2 separate regions of the Ovis aries genome follow, and region 2 is linked to region 1. A link is a contact called in public Hi-C data. All regions are on one chromosome and are shown on one strand. The core of a region is the stretch at or near the end of the contact, and the rest is flanking DNA. Distances in the headings are between cores, read along the strand shown. Region 1 overlaps LOC105615111 (a long non-coding RNA gene). Region 2 has its middle 10 kb from the start of S1PR1.

What was found. A called contact is a pair of places that touch in the nucleus more often than the background predicts.
Region 2: a contact with region 1 is called in a Hi-C map of blood, with 2.6 times the contacts expected there. The contact joins two enhancer-like sites. A contact is called at or near these places in 2 of 16 Hi-C or Micro-C datasets (both in blood).

Annotation. Positions count from the first base shown.
Region 1 is chr1:78,456,682-78,460,185 of ARS-UI_Ramb_v3.0, forward strand. It overlaps LOC105615111 (a long non-coding RNA gene), which reads left to right. Exons shown (of 9, transcript XR_009597001.1): 8 at 1-818. Among named protein-coding and RNA genes, the nearest start is that of DPH5, 86 kb to the left of the region's middle. Within about 2 kb of position 1,605, at least 5 of the 54 cell types and tissues checked have an H3K27ac peak or open chromatin away from gene starts, as enhancers often do.
Region 2 is chr1:78,595,560-78,599,063 of ARS-UI_Ramb_v3.0, forward strand. No RefSeq gene overlaps it. Among named protein-coding and RNA genes, the nearest start is that of S1PR1, 10 kb to the left of the region's middle. Within about 2 kb of position 1,857, at least 1 of the 54 cell types and tissues checked has an H3K27ac peak or open chromatin away from gene starts, as enhancers often do.

The sequences.
Region 1 (3,504 bases), core at 355-2,854:
ATCACTTGTATTCACACACACACATTCTTCTGTTCATTTATTCCTTTGAGGACTTACTGAACTCAATCACTATGTTAGGTTCTGGGATAAAATGATATGAGAACAAAGATATTTTCCCTGTTCTTCAGATTGCCCATAATCTGGGAGTAAGAAACAGTGCCATGAATGATAATTATAAATGATAAAATAAATGTGCCAATATAAACCCACTCCAATACTCTTGTCTAGAAAATCCCATGGACAGAGGAGCCTGGTAGGCTGCAGTCCATGGGGTCATAAAGAGTCAGACACGACTGAGCGACTTCACTTTCCCTTTTCACTTTCATGCATTGGAGAAGGAAATGGCAACCCACTCCAGTGTTCTTGCCTGGAGAATCCCAGGGACGGTGGAGCCTGGTGGGCTGCCGTCTATGGGGTTGCACAGAGTTGGACACTACTGAGGCGACTTAGCAGCAGCAGCAGCAGCAAATAATCACAGGGACTTCCCTGGTGGTCCAGTGGTTAAGACTTTGCCTTCCAATGCAGGGGGTACAGTTTCAATCCCTGGTAGGGGAACTAGGATCCCACATGCTTCATGGCCAAAAAATCAAAACATAAAAACAGAAGCAATATTGTAACAAATTCAATAAAGACTAAAAATATTCCACATCAAAAAAATCTTCAAAAAAAACACAACTCTGTGCTTCCAATGCAGGGGGCACAAGTTCAATCCCTGTTCCAGAAATGAAGATCCCATGTTGCTTGGCAGAGACCAAACAAACAAACAAAAAACAGGTTCAATAGCAGCAGAGGAGCGGAGGTCTGCAATCTTAAGCTTGGTAAGCAGTACCTGACTAAACCCTGAAATAATAAATATTTCATGCAATGCTTTCCAATTTCCAATTTTATTTCTTTATGCAATTATACACTCTAAACTCCAACCATATGTGAGACTACTATGGAAAATGTTCATCTGGAATTTTAGGCAATTTTTATTTGGGGGAGGATCATTTTCTCATAATTAAATGTATACCAAATGCTGCTATGGCAGCAGATTGTACATTCTACAGTCTTGTAATCCAAGGTCATGAGGTACATGATTATTTTGAGGGAGGAAATTTGATAGGATACCTTTCTATTAAATATAGTCAACCTTCTACCAGCACTATGCATAATCCCAAATGGCAAATAATCTAAATTTTGTTTCACAGATAATTTAAAAATTGTGCATAGTTAGATTTGGAATGCATTTTTTGCTTTTCTACTTTACCATCTGTCATAGGAGGTATACCCTATAGGTTTCCCCTTTTTAAAGCTGTCAACATTTAAACTTTTAAATTAATGACAGTGTTGATAGGTTTCTGATGGATTATGAGGAAGGAAACTGTCTAAGAGCTAAAATTTGTCTTGCATGATCCCCACATGAATTACCAAACATATATATGTATATATATACGGCTGTTTTGATTGTTCTCGTGTGTGCGTGTCTGGATATATGTAGTCAAGATGTGAACAACTTGCAGAAAAATAACCTCTTACCAAAGAAGTCTACAGTACATGCAATAGCAGTGTTCACAAGTGTGTCTTAGAACCGACCTTTGGGTGGAGTTATATCACTGCCAACGGTTCAGATGTTGTGGTTTATTCTAACACTTACTGTCACTTTGAACGATTAAAGTTGTTTGATCCAACATTAGAAGACTGCATTTCACGAGAATCAAGACAACATATACTCTAGCTGTCTAGGCCAGCAGCATGCGTCAGACCACAGACAGATTGCCAGCCATTTCTTTCCGGTTCCTGTTTTTGTCTGAAAAATGGCAATGTTGGGAATTGAAAAAATAGTTGTAAAAGCCCTTAAATGTGATTCTGTATAATCAAGGTAAAGAAAAGCATACTTTGTTCCGTCCTCAAATATGAAAGTGTATACAGTATTACTTCCTTTCTAAAAGAAATGTAATTATACATGATGAACTGGCACAGTTACTCCCTCTCCCTTCATGTTTTCAGCTTTTATCAGAACAATGCCTCTCCCGCTGTGGATGACAAGCATGCTCTAGTTTCCCTTTGCCGGAGATGCTCTCCTTGGTAACTCACTGCACTGCTACCTCTGTGTCCTCCTTTTAATCTCATGCTCCACCAAATGCAATCTGACCCTGCTCTCAAAACGCTGCTTAATCAAAACTTGCCAATCTCCCAACCCCATTTGCCACTTTCAGGTCATCATTCTATCCACGTTTTTTTGAAGTCTTCAGCATCACTAAGTTAAGCACTCTTCCCGTGACTATTAAACCTCAGGTATCTTTCAGTCCTCTTTTCCCCCTTTCTCTCTGACTTTCAAATTATATTTGTGCTTAGAGCATTTCTCAAGTTCCTGCCTTTGGCACTCTTCTTTCCTTCCTCTATATAATCACTTGACAATCTTATTTTTTCCCACAGCTCTTTTTTTAAACCCTGAAAAGAACTTAGAAGTGATAAATGTGCATTATAACAATACAAAGAACGTAATGGACTATACAGTAGAATATTAGTTGTCTTCCCCCAGACATTTTTTTCTGTATATTTATATCCGTCTATATGTGTGTATGTATGTTACTTTTCTGTCTATAATATATTCATACATATATGTATTTTCATGTCTATTTTGTTATGGAAGTTGAATCATATTAAATATTGTTATACAACTTGCATTTTTTTCTTTACGACAAATCATGAATATCTTTCCTAATTGATGCATCTGTGCTGTGCTTAGTTGCTCAGTCATGTCTGACTTTTTGCAACCCTATGGACTGTAGCCTACCAGGCTCCTCTGTCCATGAGGATTCTCCAGGCAAGAATACTGGAGTGGATTGCCATGACCTCCTCCAGGAGATCTTCCCAACTCAGGGATTGAACTCAGGTCTCCCACATTGCAAGCAGATTCTTTACCATCTGAGCTGCCAGGGAGCCCAACTGATACATATGGAGCTATCTAATCCTTTAAAAGGCTTCAAAATATTTCACAGTATGGAAGTATCATACTTCCGAACTCCATAGGGACATATCCACATGGTTATTCCACCAGCTAATCAAATGCAACAACAGCAAAAATTATAATTGTTGTATTAATAATTACAAAAATTGTATTAACAATTAGAATTGTTAATTGTGTATTTCTAAATTGTATTCCATACTTTGGCCAGTAGTGTCATCCTCCTTCCGAGTGTGTAACTTGAGCACTAGCACTGATATTACCCCTAAATCACAGACATAAATCTCACTGTTTACAGAAACATCCCCCTGGGTATGCCAGAGATGCTTCAGATGCAGCGTACCCCAAATGGACTCTTCATTACGTGGCACAACTCTACCTCAGAGTTGGTTGTTTCACATCCCATGTCACTGAATTTGTCCAGTGGTATTACCTCAATATCTCTTTATTTCATTCTACCTATCCTTCTCTCATCACTCTCTTAGTAGACTTCACAATCTTTCATCCAACCTGCTTTCATCTAATAGACTCTCCCATTACCATTATCTCTTCAC
Region 2 (3,504 bases), core at 607-3,106, 140 kb after region 1:
AAGAAGCCAGCCACAAATGAGAACACTGCATGATTCCATTTATGTGAAATTTAAGAACAGACAAAACTAATTAATGGAGATAGAAGTCATCAGAACAGTGGTTGCTTGGGGGACGAGGACAAACTGAAAAGGAACAGGAGGACACTTTCTAGGTTGTTAGCAATGTTCTCTTTATTAATTTTTTAAGGTGTTGGTTGCTTGGTGTATGCATTTGTCTAAACCATGTTCAAGATCTGTGGAATTAAAAAAAAGAGTCACCCTGGTAAACTTCTACTTTTGAGCATGAGGGCTATGCAACTGGCACTTTCTCTGTGAAATTATAGAGCAAGTTTTCAAAGGGTTCAGCAGATGTGGCAAAAGTCCCAAAATGTTCCACAAAAGGAACACATGCTCTTTTAGTATCCTCCAAGGCTCCAGAACCAAAATATTAAAATGCTAAGTAACTGTGACCTGATGATACTCTCTTTGCTTCTATAGGATGAAAATTTGGCCTAGTATTGGTATTTGTAATCTCTGAAGAATTTCTGTGTCTTGAAAGAGTCTAGGGTTATAACTGAAACTCTCACAATGAAAGTTTATTAACAGTTAGATTTCAGTTTTAGGCATATATGGTACATTGCAAAGTACCTAATGAAGAATGGACTTTTACACAAACGCGAGGATTCTGAAACATGTTAGTAGGTGACAGACAAATTGGAGTGTGTCAAACCACCTGACCAAACCTGTAAAGGATAGCCAGTCACATAACACTTGTCTTGGGTGCAAGATCTGCATCGTTAGAACTATTGGTAGTAGGCAGAGACACAAAGGAAATCGGTATTATGCTCTCTCTCCCTTTCTCTCTCTCTCTCTATACATGTATATGTATACACATGTATGTATTATTAAAGCGTAGTTGATTTAAAGGAAATCAACCCTGAGTACTCATTGGAAGGACTGATGCTGAAGCTGAAGCTCCAGTGCTTTGGTTACCTGATGCAAAGAGCTGACTTATTGGAAAAGACTCTGATGCTAGCAAAGATTGAAAGCAGGAGGAGAAGGGGACAAGAAAGGATGAGATGGTTGGATTGTTTCACTGACTCAATGGATATGAATCTAAGCAAGCCCCGGGAGATGCTGAAGGACAAGGGAAGCCTGGTGTACCGCAGTCCATGGGATCACAGAGAAGGACCCGACTTAGCAACTGAACAACAAATGTTCTCTCTCTCTCTCTCTCTCTCTCTCTATATATATATATATATATATATATATATATACACACACACACACACATATATATGTATTATTAAGGTATAATTAATTTACAATGTTGTATTCATTTCTGCTGTACAGCAAAGTGATTCAGTTATACATACATACATATATATACATTAAAAATTTTTATTTAAAAATACAAAGGATATTGAATAGAGTTCCCTGTGCTGTATAATAGGACCTAGTTGTTGATCCACTGAGCTTATGCTTTTGAGGGCTTCATAAGTTTGCTGCAGCTAGTTAACTTGTTCTCCTGTGCTCTGTGCTGTCTGAGGACTCTTTCCTTCCCCTGCTCTGGGAGTAGCTGGGCAGATGCTGCTTCAGGCGCTGCAGTGCTCCTGGGCCAGGCTGATCTGATGCACGGAAGAATGGGCCCTGAGAAGAAGAGATAGTGCTCCCAGTGCTGACTGGAGTGGAGAAGGTAAGGAGTTGTTCATCTACTTTCCTAGAGCTCGAACCCTATTATTGCTCACTTTTCTGCTGCTTTGTTGAAACCAGGGCAGAAAGAACAACCCTAGAGGAAGCACTGATGGGGCTTCTGCTTCCTGGTCCCACCCTTCTTGATGGGTGCACCCACCCATGCACCCGTGCCTTCAACAAGAATGCCTGCCCTAGGCTGTGTGCCATCAGGACCAGGCAAATGATGAACAAGATCCCTTCCTTCATAGAGCTCACAGGAGCCGTTCCTCCAACAATAGTGCTTCTGTGGTTCCTTCTCTTTGGGAGAAGAGATACAGCTGATACAAGCAAGAAACAGTTCTTTCCGGGAGTTTTCCAATGTTGTATACTTCTCTGAATGTATTCAGTTTTCAAGTAGTGTTAAATAACTTAATTTAATAAATATGATCAATGTTAGCTAATTTGGTCTTTGGATTTTATTTCACCAACATCTCTACATAACTTAAAACTAAAAAATGGGGAATTAACTTTTAGATTCCGACTACAGAGAAGTCCTTTAAGTTATTGAACTCTGTTATAAATATTGGTATTGGTATTCAATTTTTAATTCCAGTTTTTCTGAGATATATTTGACATAACACTATAAACTTAAGGTGTAGAACATAATGATTTGACTTACATTTGTCATGAATAAGTATCACAGTAAGTTTAGAGAACATCATTTCATGTAGATATAAAATTAAAGACAGAAAAAAAATCCTTATGGTGAGACATCTTAGGACTTCGTTAACAACTTTCTTAACAACTTTCCTATATAACATACAGCAGTGTTAATTATATTCATCATGTTGTACATTACATCCCTTGTATTCAATTTTTCAAATTGTTCTAGGTCCCATGTGAAATCAAAGCAGTCAACATTATTTTAGTTGCTATCTCATTTCACTTCATGCTTTTTTTCTAGAACCCTGCCGTGACCTATGTTGGGTGGAGGCACTTGGGTAAAATGAGCAAATGAAGTCTACATTTGAATAAGTCTTAGGTGGTATGCTTATTTAACCTGGATGCAAAAGAGAGAAAAATGCATAACTCAAGAGGAAACATGACGCACATTCTTAACTGTCAATATCATGAGCAAGTTCATCTGAAGTGAACAATCACAAATCCCCTCAAGGACTAGAGAAAGAATCCTAAGTAGGTCTTCTGTGTATTGCATGTTTCGACGACTACTGATGCCAGGGAGCTGGGGCTAGCTCTCAAGGACTCCACATCCCAATATTACACACCAATCCCGCTGCACCTGCCGGTAGCTCAGATGCCTACTCACCATGACCGGATCTACCCTCAAAGGACTACTGGTGGCAGGACTGGGTGGTGTCATTCTTTTGTACAAAGGAAAACATCTTCCTAATTTCAGGGTCTCTTTTGTGCCTGTCGAGACACTTCAGAGAAAAACAAATTTAAGTCACCAGTAAAATGTTCTAAAATAAGAGGAGAGTGGTGCTAAATCACTTGAAAGGTATTAACTATCATATGCCTCGAGATTCTTCACTCACTCAGCTTCTGCAGGGTTTTGCGGCACCAGAAATAGTGGTTAGGTCTCACATGCTGTTCTGCTTCAGCTAGCTTCAGTGGCCACCTACAGAAATAGTTCTCGGTTTCTCTTCCTTGTCTAGATGCTGGTTAGGGCAGCGTTTAGAAAAACACGGATTTTCATATTCCCCATTCACACGTGTAGTGCAAATTTAGGGTATTAAAGATTACCTAGATTATTCAATCTATAAAATCCTTCAGTTACCTGAGTATTTTCTGTCAATACTGTTCCCAACTAAATTATTATACTATCATAAG